Linked DNA regions of Rattus norvegicus: region 2 is linked to region 1. Evidence: chromatin contacts called from public Hi-C data. All regions are on one chromosome and are shown on one strand. The core of a region is the stretch at or near the end of the contact, and the rest is flanking DNA. Distances in the headings are between cores, read along the strand shown.

Region 1 (6,538 bases), core at 1,936-4,435:
AGTTAGGACAGTGTACATACTCCAAATGTGGCCTTGGGTCCTTACCAAAGTCGGAGTACAGAGTGCCAAAGATCTAAGACCATGCTACCCAAGTTAAATCTCTTTAATATCCCAATACAAAGTCTTGATGCAAAAAGACAATGAGAAAACCCTGGGAAGTTGGGAGGAGGGGTTTGATAAATAAACCCACCCCAGCAGCTTTTCAAGGGAGAAGGGGAGACGCAAAGGAGCTAGAGAAGCATCAATCCAAAGAGGGAGTGCACAGCTCCTAGGATTTGCCCTTGTCCCCTCACTTCCAGTTGCTGCTCATCCGCCCCATCACGAGGGGCTGCACCCTTTGGATATCTGCTCCTTTCTCTTGGTCCCTGGGATTCAACTAGCTCTGGCTTCAATCCCCTACAAAAATTCCTGAGATCTCGGGGACCCCAGCCAGCCCCTCTCTCGCAGTATTGATAAGAAGGGGCTGGAGAGCCCATCAGAGTTCACACAAGAGTGATGGTCAGGAGCACAGTAGGGTCTCTGAGGCCCCCGTTCGTTCCAAAAGCATACAAAGAGGAAGGCTGCCATAGAGCTTGGGGTCTGTCAGGGGTTGAAGCAGAAGCAGGAAGAGTCCCACACCAAGGGCATAGCCCGCCAGCAGTGGCCACTTCTGTGGATGCTCCAGGGCTGCACACACAGCAGGGAAGCCCATGTAGTTGCAGAAGGAGTGGCAGAGAACCGGCCCTATCAGGTGTCCTGGAGAGGGGAGATGGTGCAACATGTGAAGCAGCCCCACCACCATTAGCCCTTCTAAAGTTAGTGACCCTTGTCTCCTGAACAGGAACTCAATGACCCCCTACCCCACACACTGGTCTGCCCCCATGTTATAACCTCTGCTTCTACCTCTCGGATCTTAAAAAGCTTAGCCTGTCTCTAGAACTGTAGTAGAAGAAACAGTTGTGTCCACAGTATCCCCCTTCTCCCACCCACATCTGTGGGCCCCTGGAGACCCATGAAAGGCCGAGGACCAACCTGTGCGGATGAAGAGGAAAGCCGTATAAGCACCGAAGACAGCGGTGTAGGAGAACTGGAACGCTGGAGACGGAGGCTGCGAGTGACCACACCTGCATGCCCACCCTACCCCAGTACTGCACACCCCACAGTCAGAGACCACCCTTTCCCCTTGGCAGTGGCTGCCTGCCCGTTATCTGTGGCTGCTCTCTGTACCCCACCTTCCATAATCAGTGGGCCCCATCCAATACTTATAGTTCTGTCTCCAACCCTTTCTGAGGAGTGTCTGTGAGGGGTATCCTAACACCCCGACCCTTGGCTGTCCCTGGGCAGCTCTCCAGGCCTCACCTGCAGACAAGAAGATACTTCCCACACTGCTTTGGCGGAAGCGCAGCTGCTCAATAATGTGGTGAAAATGGGCTGGGAGGAAGGTGAAAACCACATCATATTCCTCTGGCTTTCTACCTAGCTGTCCCCCTCACCCAAAGCCCCATTTTTAGCCTTCATGCTGGGAACATTGTTGCTGGACAGGTTAGACTCACCGACTCCAAAAAACAGTGGGCAGGTGAACACAGCAGGGCCCAGACCTGTGCATGGTGCTAGCATGGGCAGCATACAAGCCCGGAACACCAGCTCCTCTGTCAAGGGTGCTATAACTTGGTTTCGTAGCCAGCGCATGTCTGTGAGGCGGCGGGCCCAAGAACGAGGGGCTAGAATAAATATTCAGGATAAGCAATGAGTGCCTAGTTACTAGAGACCCCTAGGACCCTCTCCCACAGATTTTTTTTTCTTTTTCTTTTTTTCGGAGCTGGGGACCGAACCCAGGGCCTTGCGGTTGCTAGGCAAGCGCTCTACCACTGAGCTAAATCCCCAACCCCCCTCTCCCACAGATTTACTCTGACCAAACTCAGTTTGGGAAATCCTGAGAATCAGAATGGGGAAGGGAACAAGCCTTATCAGACCGAATTACAATGTCTTGAGATGACTGACAGTAGTGAGGGAAAGCGGCAGTAGAGGAGGAAGTCAGTCAATTCCAGAGGAACCCAAATTTAACCAATCAAGTACTGTTTTGAGTCTAGAAAGGCCTCCATGAGTATCATAAACTTACAGGGTACCCAGCAATATAATCCATTTTACTGATGAGGAAACACATCCTGAGAGGTGACATCTCACCTCTTCAGTCCAGATCACACCATCTCACTGACTCCTTTCCCCAGTGTTCTGGACTGCCTGTGCCTACCTTTTGCTCAGTCTTGAAGACTCACCCAGGACAACCTTCAGCCCATCTGTCAGGTCACACGGGCAATCCATACAGAGCTGCATCAGTGGACCCAGGAAAAGGATCTGGGGGAGAAAAACATCAAACGAAAGCCGTTATCCAGTGACCTTGCTCACACCTGCGCCCTTGGTCACCCTCATGAGACCTCAGGTTTCCTGAGCTCTAGGATTTCTCAGCCATGCACACCAGGGGCTCAAGGGCCACATCATAATTCCTGTCTGCCATCTGCCAAAAACTGGACACAAGACGGACATGCCATTACACTAGTGACAACAGAGTAGGAAAACTAAAGCAGGACTCACCATAGTTAGCAGCAGGGGCAGCAGAGCTGCTGGAAAAATGCCCTCCAGCCTGAAGCCCATCAAGGTAAGCAGTGATGTGCCTGGCTGAGCCACAGGAAAGGGGGTATCAGTGATGTTCCCTCCCACAAAAATCTGGATTCTTTCCCTAGTTGCCCTGTGCCCCGCCTCCTTCGCACCTGGATGCCAGTGAGTTCCCTCCAGAGCAGCACGCAAAGTGGGGACAAGCTCGATACTACCAGGACACTGGTGAAACGCCGCTTGATAACAGCGGGGTGGTCCCTAAGAAAAGGGACAATAAGTTCCGGGGGGGCCTGTAGCAACCATTTGCCAACGCAGCCCCACCCCCGTCCAGCCCAGGCTCCGCCCGCAGCCCCGCCTCACGAGGGCGCGGATTCCGTCCGCGCGCGCATCCCCCGCACCTGGGCAGCTCGCTCTTCCACACGTAGAGGCTGCCCACGTAGGAGCAGGCGAGGCTGAAGCAGGAGAACACAGACACCCAGCAGCACAGCCCTGGGCCCGGGCTGCTCAACGCGGCTGACTCGGGCTGCCGCTCTGGCCGCGATACCGACAGTAAACGCAGCCCGTCCCCGCCCAGCGCCGCCATCACGCCCAGACCCGTGGCGCGCAGCAGTGACGCGACGGCGCGGGTGACGTCAGGCGGCGGCGCGAGTTGTCCGGTCCTCCGGACGCTCCTCCCCTTGCACTGTAGTTGACACTGTGTGCTTGGAGCAGCTTTATTGAAATATATAACACACGCGTCCCGGGCTTCCTTGCCTTGCTGTGAGTCTCAGGAGCGGGCGCTTAGGACCTGTGTCCCGGACTCAGCCACTCGGACAGGTTGGAGACCTCCTGTAGCCACAAGTCCTGCGGGAGCAGCGGAGGCGGTGGTGAGGGCCCGGCGGCGGTAGCTTAGGCCCGCACCCGCCCTGTGCTCCCTGCGGTACCTCCAGGCCGCCCAGAGGGCTCGCTGCGTCTGCCGCCTGAACTCCGTCGTTGGCCACTTGGGTCTGTGATCCTCTAGCAGTGAGGGAGGCCTCGGTAGGATCGCAGTCGCGCGTGACGGATTCTGGCGGGCTCAGGTCCCTGGCTGGGCCCAGAGTTCGCGATTCTTCCCTGCCCTGGTTGGGGCTGCTCCTCTTGAGCCTCTTGTTTTCTGCTTGCCCGCTAGATTCTAGGAGAAAACAAGCCCATTTCATATTGCTCCGGAAGATTGCCAATGCTACGGAGACTGTTGGGGCAGGGGCATAGTTCTAATTTAACCCTCCCCCTCCATCCTTCCAGATGAAAACATTTCAGTGCCTGACCTTCCTTAGCGCGCCCACGATAGAGGGCATCTAACTTTCCACACAGACTGGGTGATATATATGCCAAGTTACTCTCTGAAACCAAGCTTTCCTTCGGGCAATAAGCAACTAAGTCTCTGTCTGGAATTGTTCTAGGCAGTTGCTACAGAGGCAGCTTTTTGTTGTTGTTTAGACAGACTCTCATGAAACTCAGGGGAGACTTAAACTGATCATCTTGCTTCTTCCAGCCAAGTGCTGGGATCAGACACTCATGAACATGTTGTAGCTCAGTGGTTTTCAACTGTGGGTTGCGTATCAGATGCTTACATTATGGTTCATAACAGTGGCAAAATTACAGTTAAGTAGCAATGAAGATAATTTTATGGTTGGGGACCACCACAACATGAGGCACTGTATTTAAAGGGTGGCAGCATCAGGAAGGTTGGGAACCACCATTAGCTTATCTGTAATAACTTGCGGAAGAACAAACAGGAAGAAGGATCAAACTCAGGGTATTGATAGTCAAGACTCTCACTGAGCTACACCCCCAACCCCTCAGGGGCAAATTTACAGTCTTGCCTTGGCTGGTTCCTCCTGGCAGGGCCCTGGGGATATCAGTGAGTCACCTGTCTCTGGAAAAGCTAATGTGCTCATATTAAGTACAACGCACATCTTTCTCCTGTCATGCAGCTTTACAGTAGGGCTGCTACTGCTCCTCCAAGACCCTCAGTCCCCATGGCTGAAGTGGAATGGGATAGTTGGATCACTCCAGACCATGAATTTTATTTCTCTGGTTTCAGTCCAGGACTTACCCCAAAAGCTAGAGACTTACCTGCAGGGAACTCTAGACCAATATTCTTGTGCTGGTCTTTGGTGTTCTGGGCTGAAATCTTTTTCTCTGGAGTCAGGTGCTTTAACAATTAGAAAGTCCAAGTGAATTTTCAGAAGTCTGTGTCTTAGTGAGACATGTGGTTTGGTTTATAGGGACGTTCTTCACCTGGAACTCCCTCATTCTCCTAACTCATCAGTCTCTACTTGGCCCCCAACTTTCAAAGCACCCCCCTTCTGTCCCAGCATATCTCTCTGTTCTCCCCCGAACCTCGGGCTCTGAAGCATGGCACTATTCATCATTTTATGTGTTTATTTCCATCTTTCTACTCAAGATTTATTATGTATATCTGAGTAACTGTGTGAATTACATGTCTACAAGAGAGGTGGTCAGATCCCCTGTAATTGGAGTTACACTTTTACAAGCTTCTTGGTGTGATTACTGGGAACCAAACCAATAGCAGCATGGCCCCTCTTACACACAGCCATTTCTCCAGTCCCTTTTTAGTTAGTCCTGGCTGTCTGGAACTCAATATGTAATGTAGACCAGGCTGGGCTTGAACTTGCAGAGATATTCCTCACCTTGCCTCCTGAGTGCTAGGATTAAAGGCACACACCACAATGTCTGGCCATGTCTTATTTTAAAGTAAAAATCCTTGGGACAGGGTCTCATGTATCCCAGAGCTGACCTTTAATGTCTGACAATCTGTCCTCTTTATACATAGTTAGAATACATCTTCAAAAAAAATGAAAGCAGTGCTTGCATTGCTCAAAAAGTGCATGAGAGCTGCAGGTGCACACTCCAGCACTACATAAACAGCATAGTAGCACACGTAATCCCATCACTCGGGAGAGGGAGGCAGAATGAGCAGGAGTTCAGGATCATCCTCAGCCACATAGGGGAATAAAGGCCATTTTCAGATACACAGTGAGACCCTGTCTCAAGCAGTAACCCCCCCCTCCCCCTGTAATGTCTAAAGAACACCAGGGGGAAGGGGAAAGTAAGACAATAGAAGGGGGCTTTGGGGGAAGGGAAGCTGGGTTATGTGCAGTTAAGTAGGCACAGTGCTTGTTTTCAGTGTAATGGAGACCTCTGGAGTCTGGTGGGAGGAGCATCCAGCACAGTGACTGTCCTTAAAAGCATGGAGTTGACACTTTCAAAGGGAAGTCTTACGTAAGAACTACACCACAGTGCAGTGCATTCTATGATACACTGCTTTTCTTTTCCCCTTTAAGACAGTTTGACGATACAGCTCTGGCTGTCCTGGAACTCACTGTACAGGTCAGGTTGGCCTGTCTCCCAAGTGCTGGGATTAATCGTGAGAGCTATCTGGCATCCTCATTACAAATTTTTGTTACAGAAGCTTTGCAGTTACAGTTATTGTCATTTCTGAGGGGATCCCACAGTCTCCCCCAAGATACCCAAAATCTCAGAGGCACACACCTCTAAGTGTGCACCACCAGACCTGAGCTATACTGCTTATTAATTGAAGTTCCAACTTCTAAGTAATTACATTCTGAGGAACACACAGGGGCAAAAATCACCCTCAAAAAACTGCAGTTTCAGTTCACTCTGGCCTAGGAAAAAATCTTGTGTAACAGACATGTCTTTTTCCTTTTAGAAACTGGTCTTAGAGGGGTGACCCACTTGAGATGGATAGCACTGTGAATTTTGCATACCTGTTGGTATCTCTCTGGCCCCCAGAGAGACAGCCCAGTCCTCAGGATACAACTCCTTGGATTTAACACTGTGGAGCATTCAATTCTCATCTGCATCCTAGGAAACCAAGCCTTTCCTTAGAGAACTGCCCATTTCTCCTTAAACTATAGATGGGTTAGTTCTATATCGGGTGAGT
Region 2 (6,538 bases), core at 1,716-4,215, 360 kb after region 1:
AAGCAGTTAGCAGGGATGTCTCTTAGGGCAGCATACTACTCCTTCTAACACCACAGCACTGGCTCAAGGATTTCACTGGGCACAGAAGATGGTGATAAAAATGAGGCCTGTAGATCCTTACACAAAGGACCCGACTTCTTTGCAGCAGGTTGTGGAGAAGTTCAAGCCTACTAACAATTTTAAAAATGGCAGTGGGATGGAATTAAGAGATGGCTTGGTGATTGAAGTGTTTCCTGCAAGAGTCAGGGCCAAAGGCTGGATTTTTTTTTTTTTTTTTTTTTTTTTTTGGTTCTTTTTTTCGGAGCTGGGGACCGAATCCAGGGCCTTGCGCTTCCTAGGTAAGCGCTCTACCACTGAGCTAAATCCCCAGCCCCCAGAGGCTGGATCTTTTTTTTTTTTTTGGTTCTTTTTTTTCGGAGCTGGGGACCGAACCCAGGGCCTTGCGCTTCCTAGGTAAGCGCTCTACCACTGAGCTAAATCCCCAGCCCCCCAGAGGCTGGATCTTAAGAAACCGAGATGAATGCCATTTGGGCATGGTGACTTCCCTGTAATTCCAGGTCAATATAAGAACCCCAGAGTGGGCTGGCTCAGTGGTTAAGAGCACTGACTGCTCTTTCAGAGGTCCTGAGTTCAAATCCAGCAACCACATGGTAGCTCACAATCATCTGTAATGAGATCTGATGCACTCTTCTGGTGTGTTTGAAGACAGCGACAGTGTATATATTAAATAAATTAATTAATTTAAAAAAAAAGAACTCCAGTGCAAGCTGGTTGACAAGATGAACCATACTGGTGAGCTCGTGGTTTGAGTAAGAGACCCCCACCTAAGAAGAGTAAATGGAAGAGGATCTGGTTTGTTTTTTTTTTCCTTTTTCTTTTTTTCGGAGCTGGGGACCGAACCCAGGGCCTTACGGTTGCTAGACAAGCGTTCTACCACTGAGCTAAATCCCCAACCCCCCCCCTTTTTTTTAAAGAATTATTTTATTTATTATATATATAAGTACACTGTAGCTGTCTTCAGATACACCAGAAGGGGGCATCAGATCTCTTTACAGATGGTTGTGAGCCACCATGTGGTTGTTGGGAATTGAACTCATGATCTCTGGAAGAACAGTAGGGTGCTCTTAACCACTGAGCCATCTCTCCAGCCCCGATGGAAGAGGATCTTAACATCGACCCCAGCCCTCCACATGTGTGTGCACACATGTGCAAATGCACCTACACACATTCACCCACATGCATGCAGAAACATGTACATTGCGCAAGCAAGGAAATGGAAGAGGAAAAGAAAACGTGGATGATTGTGAGAAGTGGTTTAGAGGAAGGTGATAGAATGCATCATCTTTCTGTCTTTCTTTCTTTCTTTCTTTCTTTCTTTCTTTCTTTCTAAACATTTATTTATTTTGTATACATCTTACAGCTTTCTGCCTGCATGTATGCCTGCAGGCCAGAAGAGGGCACCAGACCTGATTATAGATGGTTGTGAGCCACCATGTGGTTGCTGGGAATTGAACTCAGGACCTCTGGAAGAGCAGAAAGTGCTCTTAACCACTGAGCCATCTCTCCAGCCGCCCCCCCTCATAATTCTTCTCCAGCCAACCAGGCAGCCTATTATGTAGCACACCTACCTCTCTGGATTCTATCATCTTCCTCTTAGCCACCTCTCACAATCCTCCACGTTTTCTTTTCCTTTTCCATTTCCCTGTGTGTGCAATGTACATGTTTCTGCATGCATGTCCCAAAGTGCCTAACTACACAAGGGAGTGAGAACAAAGACTACAAACACCACTTGATTCAAATGCCATTCCCTAGAAAGCAAGTAATGAAATCATCTGCTTCCAATAAAAAGAAAGAGAGAGAGAAAGAAAGAAAGAAAGAAAGAAAGAAGGAAAGAGGGGCTGGAGAGATGGCTCAGCGGTTAAGAGCACCCGACTGCTCTTCCAGAGGTCATGAGTTCAATTCCCAGCAACCACATGGTGGCTCACAACCATCTGTAAAGAGATCTGATGCCCTCTTCTGGTGTATCTGAAGACAGCTACAGTGTACTTATATATATAATAAATGAATAAATAAAAAAAATTAAAAAAAAAAGAAGGAAAGAAAGAAGGAAAGAAAGGGAAGCGATAAAGTATGCCTAAGAAGCTAGTGGGAAATTAGGTCTGACTGGAATGAGGGTTCAGAGACTGCGTTTCAAAAGTGCCGGGAAAATTTCTTCCCTTTGTACAAATAGTGGTAAATGCCTTCTTGGTGCAAGTATTGTTCTAAAGCAACGTGTGTTACTGAGCTGTCACAATGATTCTGAAAGGTACCTATAGTATCCGTGGTGCCCAACATGAAATAGCTAACAGAAACAGTAACCTAACCCTAGCCCTAACTTTTTGTCTAGCTATAAATCAGGTTCATAGCTAGAGCAGCAGTCTACGTTTCGTTTCCGTCTATAATCATATTGCCTTTCATGAAAAACACACACACACACACACACACACACACACACACACACACACACACACACACACACACACACACACACACACACACACACACACACACACACACACACACACACACACACACACACGAAACAAAAGACTCAAGGGACTCCTTTGAATAACTTGCTCCATTTCAAACACTAAGATATCACTGTGTCCAGCAGATGGCAACCCAGAGCTCAGTCAACAGCAAGCGCAGGATAAAGAGCTAAAACTACAATACTACAATACCTACAATGCTGTGCGGAGACTCAAAGTCCTGATCTCCTGTTTGGCTGTCTAAGGCGATGCCTGTGGGCACTGCTGAAGGAATGTGTATACTGAAACCATATATGTTCTTGTCCTGACTTCAGAGCGCAAAGTTCAATTCATTTTTAAATTCCGTAACTCGTTTTTCAGTCGAAGAGCTGTATGCCTGAAACAAGACTGTTCTTTTTTGGCCACATTTACCCTAGCCCAACACGAGGGCCCTTGACCTCTGACCCAAAATGACAGCGCTCAGATCGTAGTTCTTGACTTCTCCGAGGCGGACTAAGGTTAAAATCCTATATCATGTCGAAGCTAAGCCGGGTCACTCGGACCCTCAAGAAGCCCGAGGCCGGCGGCGTGATCCGGTCCATCGTGCGAGCAGGCCAAGCTATCCCTGGGCCTCCATTAGGTCCCATTTTGGGTCAGGTGCGGTGTCTGGAAGCCGGCTTGGGAGACGTGGGAGAGTGCTCTGGAGCCCGGGAGGTCTCCTTTATAAACCTGTCTCCGCTATTCACACCTTCAGGCCTTAGGTTCTTGTATTACTTACGTAGCCTCTTTTGACCATCAAGTTGGCTACTTGCTGATTAAGTGGCACCTTGTGGACGAATCGCCTGGCACCCAAAGCCGTAGTTGAACCTGGGTAGAAGAAATATCGGAACACAAAAAAAATGAAGATGGCGGGGACGGGGGGACTGGAGCTCCTGGTTGATAGGAAGCCTTCAGCTCCCACACTTAACTTTGTTTTTTTTTTTTTTTTTTTGTCTTGTTTTGTTTTGTTTTGTTTTGTTTTGTTGTTTTGTTGTTTTGTTTCCGGAGCTGAGGACCGAACCCAGGGCCTTGCGCTTGCTAGGCTAGGCAAGCGCTCTACCACTGAGCTAAATCCCCAACCCCTCACACTTAACTTTGTATATGCTTTCCTCATAGCGAGGTGTCTCTATCAACCAGTTCTGCAAAGAGTTCAATGAAAAAACAAAGGACATCAAAGAAGGCATTCCCTTGCCTACAAAAATTTTTATAAAGGTACAGAGACGAATTCTCCCATATACTTCCTTGGCACTTGAAACTAGTCATCCCGGTTGCTTCTCTGTCCCTAACTTGGTTGCCAACTTCCACTTCTCATTTACACAGAAGCCTAGACCATAATTTCTCTGAACTGGCTTGATCCTGCCATATTGTGATTCTGACCTCTCATCTCACAGGGGTTCCAGAGGAGAATTGTGCTAGGAATAAAAATGACAGGGATGTGGACTGTAGATCTGCCCATCCTGCCTTCTCTGGTGTTAAAGACAACACCGCAGGAATGCAAGTTGATGGGAAGTTAAGGGACATTAGAAATGTCTTGGACCAGATAGAAAACCAAGAAATTCTCATGTATCTTTTTCTGTTAAGCCCGACAGAACATTTGAGCTCAAGATTGGGCAGCCCACTATTTCCTACTTTTTGAAGGCAGCTGCTGGGATTGAGAAGGGGGCCCGGCAAACAGGTAAGGGCTACAGGGGGCACCTGAGATTCTGATGTATCCAGAGAAATAGTGGCACTAGAAGAATGACGACCTGTTCCTTCTTCCCAGGGAAAGAGGTGGCAGGTCTGGTGAGTTTGAAGCACGTATACGAGATTGCCCGTGTCAAAGCTAAGGATGAGGCTTTTGCCATGCAAGATGTACCCCTGTCTTCTATTGTCCGTTCCATCATTGGCTCTGCCCGCTCCCTGGGCATTCGTGTGGTGAAAGAGTGAGTATCTTGAGAGGAATGGTGTACAAAGGAAACCAAGAAAGTTCTTGATTTGGGAGAAAGCCTATTGCAATGAAAAAGTCAGGTTTTTTTTTTAAATTTATAGCATATATTAGTTAAGCATATTAACTTCGTTGTGACATTTTCATACATGTCTAGCTTTCTAGCAGACTCTAGCAGAAGGATATGGAGCCTCATCTCGTTTGGATGAGTATCTCTTCTGTAGTAGACATGGCTCTGGACACCGCACAGAACCAGGAATGAACAGTGGTGCTCGGCCACTCTGGAGAAATATGTAGTCCTAAATAGAGACAGATCCATACATAGAGGCTTAGGCTAACAGGTGGTCAGTTATAAAACCAGTGGATGTCATGAGAGCAGAGAGGAGAGTTCCTGCTTTTCCCTTGTGTCATTGATGACTCTGAGGGAGGTAACATCAAAACAGCCCAGGAAAAGGAGGGTAGGAGAGCAAATGTTCCAAAAGGTGGAAAAATTGCAGGGAACAATGAGAGATAAGGTGTTGAAGCTAAGTTCGTTGTGGTTTAGGAGTCTCGTCTAGAGAGGCAGATGGGATATGGCCTGAGGGAGGGACCAGACAGAAGGGTCTTTTGAGCCAACAACCACACAAGTCAGCTGGCTTTGGATGATCTCAGGAATCGTTTCCTTGAAGTAACTTGTCAAGTAGGAGAGCATTTGGCCCAGAGCACAGCAGAGGCAGGAACTGGGTCAGTCATCACTGGTTGCTTGCTGCTGGTGTCTTTCCCTACAGCAAGGCTGGCATCAGTTGTACCTCAGGGGTGAGGTTAGAGCACAGTCTGCCTTAAAGTATGCAGCTCTGTGACTCTCTCACTTGAAGTGTTTGTGGCTCAGAGGAAGGGCTGGGAATCCTAAAGGTATAGTAGAGGCCACAGGTTCCGTAGGTCTTTAAAATAGGAGCCACAGTAGAGGATGGTAGTGTATGTGGGTTGTGGTTCCAGGCAGAGAAACTGCAGATGAGCAAAGGTAAGAAAGTTGGAAAGTCCAGGGAGGGACGTGGGCAGGGCAGCTGGGGTCTGCGCCAGGCTCCGCCCCTCACTGACCATCGCTCTTCCTGTAGCCTCAGTGTAGACGAACTGGCAGCTTTTCAGAAGGAACGGGCCGTGTTTTTGGCTGCTCAGAAAGAGGCGGATTTGGCAGCTCAGGCAGAAGCTGCCAAAAAGTGACCCCAACCTTCTACACTCTGAAGTGAGAGACTGAGAAGGGGGCCCACCGAGGAAGCTGAGCCAAAGGACTCCATGGCAACCCGATTTATAGTTTCCTGACTTCTGTACATATGCTGTGCCACAGGATCGAGCCTGAATAAACGTCCTTTGTCATAAGCTCTCAACTTCTTTCCTGAGACCCGAGATGGGGACTAACACTGACAGCTACCACTCTTCACAGGCGTGAGCTGCCCCACAGGTGAACAGGAACCTTAGCGCTTGTCTGCCTCACAGTACAGTAAGGTGGAAACAGTCACATACATGGAGCCATCTGTGTAAGGTAGCCTCCACCTGGAGCAACCCTCTCCTTAAGGCCAACATTAATGAAGGTTGGACTCCCAGCATCCTCCACCAGACCACACTTTTAAAAATTATATTTATTCATTTTCTTTTATATATGACTGTTTGTATGTATGTATGTGCACCATATACATGCTAGGTGTCTGTTAGAAGAGGGTATTGCATCCCCTGGAACTGGACTTAGGAGTAGTTTTGAACCAGTATGTGGATGCTGGGAATTGAACCTGGGTTCTCTATAAGAACAACAAACAAGGGGTTGGGGATTTAGCTCAGTGGTAGAGCGCTTGCCTAGGAAGCGCAAGGCCCTGGGTTCGGTCCCCAGCTCCGAAAAAAAGAACCAAAAAAAGAACCAAAAAAAAAAAAAAAAAAAGAACAACAAACAAGTGCTCTTAACTGTTGGGCCATCTCTCCACACCCAGATAGGCTCTCACTATGCAACTCTCAGTATCCTCAAACTCACAAGTCCTCTGCCTCCCACATTGCTGGCACTAAAGGCCTGTACCACCTACAAGGCATAGGCCCCACTTCT

Evidence for each region. Hi-C and Micro-C count contacts between places; a contact is called where the count stands out from the background.
Region 2: a Hi-C map of kidney shows a contact between it and region 1, with 4 times the contacts expected there. The contact joins the promoter of mrpl11 here to the promoter of Rce1 in region 1. A contact is called at or near these places in 4 of 12 Hi-C or Micro-C datasets (the A7r5 cell line, frontal cortex, kidney and 1 more).

What each region holds. Positions count from the first base shown.
Region 1 is chr1:211,328,684-211,335,221 of GRCr8, forward strand. Rce1 (Ras converting CAAX endopeptidase 1) reads right to left here and starts at 3,186. Exons shown (of 8, transcript NM_001100585.1): 1 at 2,991-3,186; 2 at 2,748-2,850; 3 at 2,572-2,655; 4 at 2,256-2,334; 5 at 1,533-1,700; 6 at 1,339-1,410; 7 at 1,012-1,074; 8 at 86-735. The coding sequence starts at 3,175. The coding sequence ends at 500. Top6bl (TOP6B like initiator of meiotic double strand breaks) reads right to left here. Exons shown (of 15, transcript NM_001426986.1): 14 at 4,687-4,765; 15 at 3,290-3,742. The coding sequence ends at 3,393.
Region 2 is chr1:211,690,842-211,697,379 of GRCr8, forward strand. It overlaps mrpl11 (mitochondrial ribosomal protein L11), which reads left to right and starts at 2,966. Exons shown (of 5, transcript NM_001006973.2): 1 at 2,966-3,164; 2 at 3,663-3,758; 3 at 4,128-4,221; 4 at 4,309-4,468; 5 at 5,565-5,826. The coding sequence starts at 3,042. The coding sequence ends at 5,670.